3 separate regions of the Sus scrofa genome follow, and regions 2 and 3 are each linked to region 1. A link is a contact called in public HiChIP or PLAC-seq and promoter capture Hi-C data. All regions are on one chromosome and are shown on one strand. Each heading gives the region's core, a stretch centred on a gene start, on an enhancer-like site or on the middle of the called end of the contact. The rest is flanking DNA. Distances are from core to core; before and after follow the strand shown. Region 1 holds the start of ATG16L1 (autophagy related 16 like 1). Region 2 holds the start of GIGYF2 (GRB10-interacting GYF protein 2). Region 3 holds the start of USP40 (ubiquitin carboxyl-terminal hydrolase 40).

Region 1 (4,263 bases), core at 555-3,054:
CCAGTTACGGAAGGGGCAGAACTAGAGTTTAGTATCCTTAGTTTAGAAATTATATTCTCCATTCATTCAACAAAATTTTGCCTATGAGGAGCCAGAGACACAGAAATTTCTACGTAAACTACATTGCTACCATATACTCCTATTATGAACTTTTTTTGAACAATAAATACACAGCAGTTTAACCCTTACTGGTGGAAATATATACAGATTGGTCCCCGCTCTCCGTTATTATTAACAACGTTGTGTCAAAGATTTCTCTGTGCGGGCATTTGTCCAAATATCTGTTTGCATAACTTCCTGTAAGGAAATCTGCTGGTTCTGCAAATTTGTGAACATGCTTAATCATAATCTTGTCTGGGGAATTAGCATAGTCAACTCTCAAGACCTGATGCAAGGCTCTTTTGAGGATGGTACCACTAGTATACTCTCAGTGACTTTCAGAAACTGCCTTTTCATTTTCCTCGGGGTGTGAGGAAGTCCCTTCTATTTCTGATCCCCGTGGGTCTTTCCCACAAATTCAGCTCACTCACCACTGGCTGCCAACAAAATATCTTTACAGCTCTAGGAGGCTGACTGTCCTACTCCCAGGCTCCACAGAAGATGAAAGGCTTTCTTATCTGTCTGTGAAGGATCTTCCTCTGGACTTGAGACACATGGAAAGAGAAGGCAGTTTCTGACATTCCTTTCCTCTCTTCTGCCTCCTACTTTGTTAATGAAGCAGATCTATTTTCATGAAGTAAATTCACTAACTTGCTGAAAGCAGATGGAGCTCAGATGATTCTATTACAGACCAAGGTTTTCCATTCTGAGTTGACAGATGCTATCATCTCCTGAGTCTGTGTCTTCTACCTCCCACTTCCATCTACTGGCTAATGGGCCTTTTCCTATTTCACGGTCCTTTTTGTATCCCAACCCTTAAATTACTTTCTAAGGATCCAGTCACTGTTAGGTCATAGGTAATTTCTAGGCTTCTAGTGATTAACATGGCTGCTCTGGTCACATCTTTCTTTAGCTGTTCTTTGCATTCCATTTCTTCACTGTAAATAAAAACTTGTTTCCCGGGTCAATGAGACGCTCTTGATAAAGCAACCAAACGTTGGATAGAACTCTGAAGGATATCAAGTCTAGGTATAAAGTTAGGCTTACCACGTACAGGCACAGTGTGAACTGTACTATAGAGGTAATTACTTTTAATCCTCATGACAACTCCGTGAGGTGGGTATCTTTCCTTCCCGCTTTAGGGAACTTCCCCATTTTACAAACTGGGAAACCTTAGGGAGGCTTAGGGAGGTTGTCACTATCTATGGTCGGGCAGCTACGATATGGGGAGTTTACAACTCCTGGTACAGTGGATAGAGAAAACGGAGACAGGCCAAGAAAGAAAATACAAAACAAAGAAAAGCAAGAGAAACAGCAGGTGGACAGAAACTGCCCTTTAACTGTTTCCTTCTCCCGCCCCCAACCCCGCAGGACAGAGCCTCCAACGTGGTCGGCACGCCTCCTAGCGGCCGCACCTCTACCACCGACACTTCCGGCCCCGGGATGGTGTCATTAGCGAGCGCCCGACAGGTGCGTGCGTGCGGCGTAAGACGTCGGGTGAGGAGGCGGTCCTTCCGGCCCAGTTCAAAGCTATTTCCGTCAGGGATCGGAAGTCCGTCCCGGATGGCATCGTCGGCGGCCTGCGCGCGGAGCTGAGTGCTGGGGCTGCAGGCCTCCAGCGCGCGCTGGCTGCCTCATGGTGCGGGCCCCGGCCGCCTGCTCCCGCTTGGCTATTCGGCGCTGAGGCGCCAGGGCAGCGGGCGATATGTCGTCGAGCCTCCGCGCCGCGGTCTTCCCTCGGTGGAAGCGCCACATCTCGGAGGAGCTGAGGCGCCGGGACCGGCTGCAGAGGCAGGCGTTCGAAGAGATCATCCTGCAGTGTGAGCGGCGGGCGGGCCCGGGGGCAGGCGGTGGACTCCGCCGAGGCACGCGGGGCGCTAGTGGGAACCGGAGGCCGAGCCCCCCGCGCCGCCCGCGGGCCTTTTTAGATCTTTTTCGCTCTTCACTTTTATCTTTGGGTGTGACTGCGGAGGCTCTCGCTACCGCATCGGGTATTCGTCACGGGCAGGCACCGTTCACGTTTCTGCTGGTAAATCCCAAGTGCACACAGCGCTTGTGTAGTTAAATAGCCAGGTTCCAGAAACATCCTGTTCCGGGCATCGCGTTACTGAAACAGTTACAGACTTTAGGCATTCACTCGCGCCATTATCGTCATCTTCTCAGTGCAGTGAAATGCTCGCCTTGCATTTCTCAGACCTGTTCTTCACCTCGATGTTCTTTGATTTTAAAATATTTAGAGTCTTTTAACGTATTTTTCAGTTGGGACATCATAGTCTTTACCGTTATTGAAAATTTCTGTATGAAAGAGGTGGCTCACACCCACCCCCGCTGCTGCAATTCGAGTACAGAAGTGTTTGTGCCCTTAGATACCTTCTAATGAGCATTTCCTTGCCCCACTTCCTCCCCCCATTTTTTTTTTTTTTTTTTTAACCAGAACTAATGACACACTTCGGGGAAGAAACAAGCATTCTTCTGACCTATTGTTTTGTCTTCCTCTTGAAGTAAGCCTGCAAGCCTCAAATTATGTTGATGATGGGATTCAAGTACTATTGTTGTCCTTTATTGAATTCTGATTATACTAGATTTGTGGTTCCTGAATGTATGGGCACATGAGAATCAGGTGGGGACTTTTTTTTTTTTTTTTTCATTACAAAGCCCAGACCACACCCTAGGCCAGCTGAACTGCAGTGTTAGAGAGTGGGACACAGGATTCAGGATTTTTGATGCTCCCCAAGTGATTCTAATATGCAGGCAAATTTAAGTGCTATGGTAAATAGTTGGCATGTATCGTTTCACTTGGTCTTTCCAAAAATTCTCTGAGGCAGATCCTATTATTGCCCTTTTTCCAAAGAGGAAACTGAGACTGTGGGAGATTAGGTAATGTTTCTGGGAAGGTACAGCGGATAAATGGTAGGTCCTGGTTGGGCACACAGTCTCAGTGGCTTCTTTTTTGCATTTGCTTTTCTCTCTTCATCCCCTAAGAAGTAGCTTTCCTTGCTTTTGCCAAGCCCCTCCTCTTAACTAGGATGTGGAGAAAAGGGTGGCTGTGCCACTCTTGTGCTAATTCCTTACAGTCTGAGAAGCCCCAGCCGCCCAGTGCTGTTTCGGAAAAGCCGAAAGCACAGGAAACGCCTTCCTCAAATGGGATTCCGTCTTGGGTCACATGAATTCAAGTCATCAGGTGTTTTAGCAAATGCTTGTTCTCTAAAAGGTAATACACATTGCAAGTCAAATTGGGCTGGAGGTCTGACTGCATTCCCTTCACTCACCTGAGGCTGGTTTGCTGGCACCCATGAAACAGGGGTGCAGCGTGCTCTGCCTGCTTCATAAATACAGTGCTGTGCGTCCAAGTGCTGTGAAGCCATGGACATAATTGTCTATAAACGGAAGGTGCCTATAATTACATTGACGATTGAATGTTTTTCTGCGCGTTGGAAGTAGACGTCTTAAAGGGGGTGTAGGGTCTGGGAGAAAGGTCAGAAGGACAGATGGGTCTGGAGAGGGAATGCAGCTTCAGACAGCAGATGTGAGTCACGCACGTCAGAGGGGCCTGCGGAGGGGAGGAGCCTGGGATGAGGGCTAAGAGGGCTAGACGGCCTCTGCCCATGGAAAATCTTCAGTGTCGGTTGTGGGGGGAGCTGGCATTCGGGGGGTCACTTCTGGTTTGACTGTGGAACAGCCCGCCTCTTCACTGCCCGCCTCCCAAGGCTGTCGGAGTTTCCTGTTCTGTCCCTCCCTCTGAGCTGGAGCAGAAAGATAAAAAGAAGGGACAGGGACAGCAAGCCTCTCCCCCCCACCTCCATCTTTCTCTTTCGTGAGAGGAACTTTTAGGAAGAATCCCTCTTGGATACCCCAGGTCCTTTGAAAGGCCTGCTGTTACTGGGCACCGCTGTGACGTTTCAAAGATCTTACCAGGGACTGTTGACACTGAAGCACATCCAGGGCCGGATTCACTTCCCTGCTCTGCTGAACTAAGTTACTAAATTAATGTAGATGAAGGTAGTGTTTCTGTCTCTTTCTGCCCAGAATGTTTCTTTTTTCTTTTTTTAAGATGGCCCTGCGGCACACTGAAGTTCACGGGCCAGGGATTGAATCCAAACCACAGGTGCAGCAATGCTGGATCCTTTCACCCACTGTGCTGGGCTAAGGATCGAACCCTCAACA
Region 2 (4,263 bases), core at 874-3,373, 470 kb before region 1:
GGGTTAAGGATGCGGTGTTGCTGTGAGCTGTGGTGTAGGTTGCAGACATGGTTCAGACCCTGCATTGCCATGCCCGTTGTGTATGCTGGCAGCTGCAGCTCTGATTCAACCCCTAACCTGGGAACCTCCACATGCCGAGAGTGCAGCCCTAAAGAGAAAAAAAAAAAAAAAAAGCAGCTATGGTTTTATTATAGGACATTATAAGGCAAAATCATAAGGACAGAAAACAGAACAATGATTTCAGGGGTTGGGAGAGGGTGTTACAGCTGACTACAAAGGGTCATTGAGGGAACTTTGGTGGGTGATAGGACTATTCTGTACCTTCATTTTAGAAATAGTTACGCTTGTATAAATTTGTCAAAAGTTGCAAAATTACAAGCTAAAAATGCTAAATTTTACTATATGCAAATTAGATCATATATTGGCATTCCCACTGTCGGGCAAAAGGATTAGAGGTGTCTTAGGAGCACTGGGATGCAGGTTCCATACCCGATTCCTGGCCTGGCACAGTGGATTAAGGATCCAGCATTGCCGAAGCTGTAGCTCAAGTTGCAGCTGCAGCTTGGAGCTGATCCCTGGCCTGGGAACTCCATATGCTGCGGGGTGGCCAAAGAAGAAAAAAATAAAATTATTCCATATATATAAATTAATTTGTATTTGTACTATATATATAGTAGAAATTATGTATATAATATGTAGTACAAGTTATTATATCTATATATCAACCTACAGGTTGATAGCTGGAGTTTTTCAATCAGCTATAGCAACATGGGATCCAAGCCACATCTGCAACCTATACAACTCAGGGCAATGCCAGATACTTAACTCACTGAACGAGGTCAAGGATTGAGCCCAAATCCTCATGGATCCTAATCAGGTTTGTCAACTGCTGAGCCACAAAGGGAACTCGTAGATTCTGTGTTTGTAACAAGCTGATGCTTGTAACAAGTGATGCTGATGCTGCTGGTCCATTGATCACACTTTGAGCAGCAAGGAACTTTTGAGCGGCAATGGTCAAGGAAAGAAAGTATTTCAGAAAGTTGGAGGTGGTCAATCACATTGAAGATGGGGAAGCACTAGGTCAAGATGAGGATTGAAAAACTCCAGTTATCAGCCTGTAGGTTGATGTGTCCTTAGAGCAAGCAGTAGGTGGGTGGGTCAGGATAAAAGCCTCATTGGAATAATTGATGATCGCTTGCCAAGTATGGGAATCAGAAAAGGGCTTTAATGCTTTTTGTGCTGATTGACTTTGAAAGGCAACAGAGAGGTAGGGACCTTGTTAGAGGGGGAATTGGAGTTTTTAACATTAACTTTTAAAATAAAGGACATTTGAGTACTTAAAAAAGTTAATGGAGAGGTTGTAAATAAGAGAGAGGTTGGAGGCACAGGGAAAGACTGGGATGACCCAAGAAGGGTAGAGTGGTCAGATGCACGAAATAAAAACACAGGGCACCAAGCAAGCTAAATGGAAGTTTCAGGCAAACAACGAATAATTTTTGTGTTACGTCTCTGATATTGCTGAGTGGCTTGTATTTTATCGAGCAACACCCAAACGGGAGATTTTTAGGCAAAAGAGTTATAGACCTGGATGCACTAGGAGAGGGTCGGAGCTCTAAAGTCCTCCAGCCGTCACATTCCAAAACTGTAGAATGAGCTCCCTGTTCTACCAAAACCGTTAACAAGTAGAAACTGCTTTGGATTTCCGCTCCTGTCGCTTTCCCATTTTCTCCAGGTGGCAAATAGGCAAGGAAGTGCTGGATGAAAACCTGTGGAAAAGTTCTGGGCTGGAAAATCGGCTCGTAAACGATGCAGAGCGTTTAGAAATGCCAACGGGCTCTGGGTTGGGCGCCTAGGACGGTGAGTCACAGGGCGCTTGGCCCAGATCCAGTTCTACCAACTCTACTCAACTCAAGGGCAGGCAGGGAGCTCCAGCCAAGTGACCCGCAAGCGCCTGCGCCCTGCTGCGGCCCCGCCCTCGTCCAGCCCGACATCCGGGGCTCGGGTAGGGGCGTGTCCGGGGAAAAGGGGAGGGATGAATCGGAAAGGAAGGATGTCGTGGGAGGCTGGAGGAGCTGGGAGGGAGCCGAGGCGGGGCGGGGGCGGAGCGGGGGGCGTGGCGGAACGGGCGCGCTGTCACGTGACGTGCGTGGCGACGTGTCGGCCATCTTGTGTTGTTGAGGCTGAGACTGACTTGGGTTCTGAGAGACACCCTGTCCCGGACCGCAGGTAACCAGCGACTCTGTCTCGCTCCCCTGCCCGGCTCCACTCCGTGCCCTGGCTCCGCCGCCCCGCTTGGGTCTCCGGGGCCTGCCGCCCGCGCTCGCGTTCCCGCCGCTCCGGCCCGACCCAGCCCAGCCGCATGGACACCCACAGGCCGCCCGGCAGCGGCCGCGGCCGGCTGGGGCGTCAGGCGAGGGGACAGGTCAGGTGCGGGGCCGGAGGGAGCCTCCTCCACGGCGGGGGGCACGCCAGGCCCGGGCGCGTCTCGGCCGCCGAGCCGAAGAGCCCCCTCCTCCGGGGCTCGTTGGCATGGCAGAGAGAGCCGAGGGAAGGATGGGGGTAGTCGGGTGGGCAGTGTCAGGCCGGCTTGCTTGGGGCCAGAGGATTCGCCTTCCGCTACCTGCTGTTCGGGACCAGCCACCCGCCCAGCCTCGGGGTGCCTGGGGTAACAGCTGCTCCGGCCAGACGGGTGCTCCTGCCCGCGCTTCGCCCCACACCTGGCCTCTGGGGGATGCGCCCTTGCCTTCCTCACCGAGCATCTGCACTGGGGAGACTCTTTCCTTGGCGAGAGGACTGGGTCTGGACCAGGCCTGAAGCCAGGTGGAGCCATGATCGGAACCTGGGACGGAGGTTGGGAAAGTAGATCCCGTGGCAGCTTTGGGACCCGAACGTTCACGTCGGGTTGAAGTGGGCATCAGCCTTAAGTGTCAGCAAGCAGTTCCCCACCAAGCACTCAGAATATTTCAGTTTTGTGGCTGAAACAAACCAAGCGGCCAGGGAAGGGGGTATGAAAGAAGCAGGTTGTAGGATCGTGTTCGGGAAGCAGTAACGTTGGTTTGCATTTATCTAGCACTGTGTGGTTTTTTTTTTTTTTTTTAATTCTTGCTTTTCCTGAAAGAGCACTTAAGCACACCTGCTTTCTCTGTAAGAAAGGTAAGTATTTCTGTTTAACTTGCAAGAAATTGAGGAGGGGGCCCGGACTGTGAACAGCACCTTATTCGGTGTATATACTTTGGATATAGGCAGTTTTGATTCTCAGTGCAGGAAAGGTATTTCCTTACATGGTGTTTAGTTTTTAGAATCTGATGATTTTCCAGATTAAAAAAATTGTCGTCTTTTCTGAACATTAACTTTCATCCTTCTAATATGTGCAGCCCTGGCCTTTCAGAGTTTGTCCATTTTGGTTAGAACACAAACTCGTGGTCTCATTCATTCAGGTTTTCATGTGTTTTACTAGTTAGTGTAGCAGCTTTCAGAGTGCTCAAACTGCAGTATGTACTTTTCTGTCACATCAAATGTTGGCATCGGTAGAGGACACTAGGAAAAAAAAGTGGCATGTATCTGGAAAAATGTCACAGTCCTTTTGACATTTACACTGGGGAATGCACTGGTGATGGTGGTGACTACAAAAGAAAAGGCTTCATCCCTCTTCTGTACCTGACGAAGCACTTTAGGGTTTTAATATCCAAGAAGAGGAAGGGGCTATGTGCTTCCATTCATTTATTCTTTCACTTGTGCCTTTATTTTTTTTTTTTTTGAAAAATACTGAGACCCCACTACACTGTTGGGTGTTGGGAGCAAAACCCCAACATTTCTCTGCTCACGGAACTCATTTCTAGACAGATAAAACATATTTAGGTAAGATAAATAGTGTGGTGGTAAGTGATGTGGGGGGGGAATGAGGCGGGCTAATCGGGAGTAGGGGGAGGGGCTGACTTTAGGTAGAGTGCCCTGGGAAGGCCTTGTGGAAAGGCCAGTATTTGATTAAAGACCTGACACAGGCGAAGGAGCTCTACCTGTAGCTCTGCGAAGGAGAAATGCTCCAAGCTAGGGAAGCGAGGGCTAAGACCCTGAAGCAGAAACTGCAGTGGCAGCAGGTCAGGTGTGGCTGGGTGTGATCAAGAGGGAGGCTAGCAGGAAAAGTGTACCCAGCTCACTGGTCCTAAGATGAATGGGGTTATTCAGTTATCTTGGAATCTTTTCCCACACCTCTGGTGAGTCTTAGAAGGGAAATCAGTCTGGAAGTTTGGGCGACCCCTCTAC
Region 3 (4,263 bases), core at 745-3,244, 300 kb after region 1:
CGGATTCTAGAAAGGTCGCACGAAGGCGGGGTTGTGTTAACATTACATCCCCAGTGAAGTCTGGGACCCACAGCGTTAATCAAGGACTTCATATTCCTGTAACAAATGGATGACTAGCCACCCAAATGAGAGAATTAAGACTATAAACAGTCTCACATCAGGTCAGGCTCTGAGGCCACCCAAGTTCAGATGCGATCAGGACGTCCGAGTTTTCTGGATTTCAGAATGGCAGACGAATGACCGCGGACTGTATAAATACTGTAACTCTGGTATAAGTGTTATTACTTTGGAGAAACTCAAAAATACAAACGGTTTGACAATAACGAAGGCTGGCACTCATGAAAGACTGGACTTTAAGTTGCATTTTAAATCACAGGAATTAATCAACTTAAACTTCTGTGGAATTACCAATTTAGCCACAACAGACATATACTGTGGAATACATGTTTAAAATACTTTGTCTATTTGTGACTTTTGCATAATTAATTACATGTAGAGATGTGGGTACGTATTACTAGCCAAATGCATGTAACATAGCATACCTCTGAATTCAGGTGTGAAATGAAGAGTCTGAAGAAGGGAATTGAGGTAACAGGTTCCACCCTGATTTCTGATTCCACTTAAATTGGTGAATTCTCTAGGAGCAGATGGCTCCAAAGTTTTGGTCTTTAATTTCTTCCCTTTTCCATAATGATTATTTGACACACTGGAATAGTCCTCTTCAAATAGGTCCCCAAACATTGTGAAACTAAATTTTACCCTTAAAAAAAAAAAATGACATGTTATGTAAAGGCTTTTATTTTTAAAACAGAATTTCCCCACCTCTCCCTGTCTTGTACTTGGGATTACCTATTCTAAGTCACTACTAAGAAAGCAGAGACAGTAGTTTGCGCTTTGGAGGGAGCAAGATCAAAATTTTTTCATCCCTGCTCTGCACTACCTGTGTGATCTTTCAGATTACTTAACCTGAGGTTTTATAAGTGAAATGAGATACCAACTGTCATGCGGGATCATTTAAACAATCAAATGACAATAAATAAAAGGCACTTAGGGTACAAGGATTAGCCCCAAATAAAGGACAGCTGTTTTTTATAAAAAGGCATATTGACATCACTACTGAAAGAAGAAAAAAAAACCCTCAAGACACCTAATCTGCTGAGAGGGCAAAGCCAATCCTGGGTTCTCAGGGACTGGGGACCATAAATCACTTACTAAAAATCTCTGCTTCTCACACTCTTTGTACCAGATTATTGGCACTTAAGTTAACAGGAACAAATTAATCTTTATAGCAGTTTAGTCCGTGGTCCCGAAGCTGGGGAGCCGTAAGGAGAGTCACTGGGGGAAAAAACCACTGCCATTAAAGCCACCGAGCCTAGAGGGCATCCCTGTGTATCCGGTGACCCCAACATTAGCTCTGGGGACCGAGAGGATCCGCTCAAGATCTCACCTCGAAAGTGGAGGAGGGTCTCTTGGAGAGGAGCAATGCAAAACGCCTAGCCCAGTTCCTAAATAACAGGAAGCGCTGAAATGCTATTATTTTCTTCTTAAACCCGTTCCCCAGAAAAAAAAAACAAAAACACCACACGCAAAAAAAAAAGAAAAAAATGGAACTTGGAAAGTGTAGCCTCGGGCGCGTGGTCGTGATTCCTGTCTCGCCCACTCCACGGTCGAGGCCAGGCCCTCAAGCCCTCCAAGCCACTACGGAGCCCCGGGCGCGAGGCGGCAGAGGCCCCAGCGGACGAGGAAGGCAGACCCGACGCCAGGAGGACGCCGCGCCCCGTGGTCGGCCCGGGCAGCTCCCGCCTCGTCCTCCTCAGGCGGTGCCGCTCTTACGGGCCCTACGCCTCCCTCGTCCCTCCCAAGACCTCTGGCCGCCGGACCCACTTACTGCCTAAAGCCCAGACCCCCGCCCCGGCCAAAACTCCAAGCGAAAAAACTCCCCACAACCGGACGCCGCCATGTTGGCGTGGGCAGCTCTCCCGCGGACCCGTGCGTGAGGGATTTATGGAACGCGTGGACTACGTCTCCCAGGATACCCCGCGGGGCACCGGCCCGCCGCGCGGGAACTTATGGGCAATGTAGTTCTTTTGCTCGGAGAGGGGGAGAGTGGCGTCGAGAGGGCTACGCTCGCGTCCCTGTCTGCTTCGTGGTTCGCGGGTGCGCTCGGTCTGCTGGCTACTCTTTCATTCACGTTTTAAAGTTTATATTTACTTCTATTCGCAACTCATGTTAGTTGCGGTAGAGTATGCAAAGATGGCGTGTGTTTTGGCTGGCCTAATGCACACGTTATTTAAACTTTGGAAACACTTGTGTCGGGCTTCTTGTTTGCTGTGCACTTTCGAAGACATTTTACAGATGTATTTCTAGGGAAAAATGTACCGCATAACTTTGATCATTTATAACATCCTCAATGTTTATTTTGTCTGCGCCGGCTTTCACACGGAAGAGTACACTAAGAATACCTCCAAATTACCCTATCTTGCCCTCGAGCATGTTTGGTGGACTATTTCAATAGCCTGTTTAGGCTCACATGGCTTCTCCCCCGCCCGATCCAGCCTCCATCTGGTAACGAATGAGGGAGCTGGGGAGAAAATCATTTTGACTTCACCTAACAGTTTGAGAGTTTGAGAACAGCAATAGTGATAGATGAGGTTGAGAGGCAGGAGGCAAGGTGAATACCAGCCCAAGGAGCTGGTATTTAGAACATATGAGGGGCATTCTTGTGGCTCCTGATATTCAGAAGTGTCCGTAGGGAAAGAACTGGAGTCCGGGGACCAGTCGGAAGGTGTAGATCAGGAAGCAGTGGGACTCACCTATTCTCATTTCTCATCAGCCCTCACTTACCACGTTGCCCCCTTGGCAGGCCCCTCTTCAGGACTCCTCACCCTGGCTCCATGGCTCCATGGCACTCTATGCTCCCACCTCATTTCCTGCCCTTTGTTTCTCCTTTGCCTGCTGTGCGTCACCTGCCTCTTCCTAAGAGTAGGTGTTCCTCAAACTGCTGTTCCCTGACCAAGAATGAGAACTGGAAGGTTAGCACCTGAAAATGAAGGCTCCCCCTTTTGCTCAGCTGTATCCCTGACTCCTCAACAGTGCCTGGCTCATTAGAGAGCCTTAATAACAATGCGTGGAATGAAGAAATGGACTCCCCACACCACCATCTTTCCCATCATCCGGCATCAGTCTTGGAGCTGTATTTGAAACTTTCTTTCCTCCATGAATCCAATCATTGGTGACTCAAAGTATTGCCTGGGCAACGCTTCTTCTGCTTCCATGCCCCCTCTGCCCATCAGGCCCTGGTTAAGTTTGGCCCACGTTGGGATGACAGCCTTTTAGGTGGACTGCCGTTTTATCCATCCCATCACTAGGAGATCCCTCTGAGGCACACACTGAGTTCGCATTTCCCTGCCAAAGAGGCTTTGATGATTCCTCCGTATTTACTATAGAAATGCCTCCATTACTTGGAGAAAAGACGTGTGGGGAGGGAGTGGGAGGGATTGGGAGCTTGGGCTTATCAGACACAACTTAGAATAGATTTACAAGGAGATCCTGCTGAATAGCATTGAGAACTGTGTCTAGACACTCATGTTGCAACAGAAGAAAGGGTGGGGGAAAAAATGTAATTGTAATGTATACATGTAAGGATAACCTGACCCCCTTGCTGTACAGTGGGAAAATTTAAAAAATATATATTAAAAAAAAAAGAAATGCCTCCATTGTCCCAATGCTCTTCCACCTGTATTTCTTACTACCCATCCATTCTCTGGTTAAAGAGTTTCTAAATGTGCCATGTGCCTTTCTGCTTCCATGACCTGACTCATGCTGTCCCCACTGCAAGGGACATCTGTACTCCCAGATCCTCCCTTCAATCCCAATGATTGATAAAAGCCCAATTCAAACTCTAATTCATCCATAAAGTTTTTTCAGATCTCTCTAAACAAGATATGACCTTCTCTTTCGTTAAGCTTTCTTGTAACTCATGTCTCTGGCAAAGTCAGATATGATCATTTTGTCGGCATTTCCAATCAGGGATTGAACCTTATCTGCCCTGTAGCCCTTGCAGTAGTCCACACTAAAAATAGCAGTTGCATTATCATTAATGACACCGATATATGGCTTGGCAGCTTATGGTGAAAATTTAAATCCTTTATGTCCTTCACAGAAAATTGAAGTTGGACCTAGAAAGCTGTGGCCTAGACTCTGAGCCCATGAAAATTTCACCCAAGCATTCCCACCATGTGAGATAGTGGGCAAGAGAGGTTA

What was found. Promoter capture Hi-C pulls out the DNA fragments that hold promoters and counts their contacts. HiChIP or PLAC-seq counts read pairs in DNA pulled down with a chosen protein or histone mark.
Region 2: a contact with region 1 is called in a promoter capture Hi-C map of fetal skeletal muscle, with 4 times the contacts expected there. The contact joins the promoter of GIGYF2 here to the promoter of ATG16L1 in region 1. A contact is called at or near these places in 3 of 5 promoter capture datasets (fetal liver, fetal skeletal muscle and skeletal muscle), 6 of 47 Hi-C or Micro-C datasets (epiblast stem cells, fetal skeletal muscle, heart right ventricle and 2 more) and 2 of 2 datasets of contacts at active chromatin or transcription factors (alveolar macrophages and skeletal muscle).
Region 3: an H3K27ac HiChIP or PLAC-seq map of alveolar macrophages shows a contact between it and region 1. The contact joins the promoter of USP40 here to the promoter of ATG16L1 in region 1. A contact is called at or near these places in 1 of 5 promoter capture datasets (fetal liver), 2 of 47 Hi-C or Micro-C datasets (heart right ventricle and skeletal muscle) and 1 of 2 datasets of contacts at active chromatin or transcription factors (alveolar macrophages).

Annotation. Positions count from the first base shown.
Region 1 is chr15:133,649,660-133,653,922 of Sscrofa11.1, forward strand. It overlaps ATG16L1 (autophagy related 16 like 1), which reads left to right and starts at 1,805. Exons shown (of 17, transcript NM_001190273.1): 1 at 1,805-1,919. The coding sequence starts at 1,805.
Region 2 is chr15:133,178,515-133,182,777 of Sscrofa11.1, forward strand. It overlaps GIGYF2 (GRB10-interacting GYF protein 2), which reads left to right and starts at 2,124. Exons shown (of 30, transcript XM_021075631.1): 1 at 2,124-2,226.
Region 3 is chr15:133,950,869-133,955,131 of Sscrofa11.1, forward strand. It overlaps USP40 (ubiquitin carboxyl-terminal hydrolase 40), which reads right to left and starts at 1,995. Exons shown (of 33, transcript XR_002339429.1): 1 at 1,448-1,995; 2 at 543-760.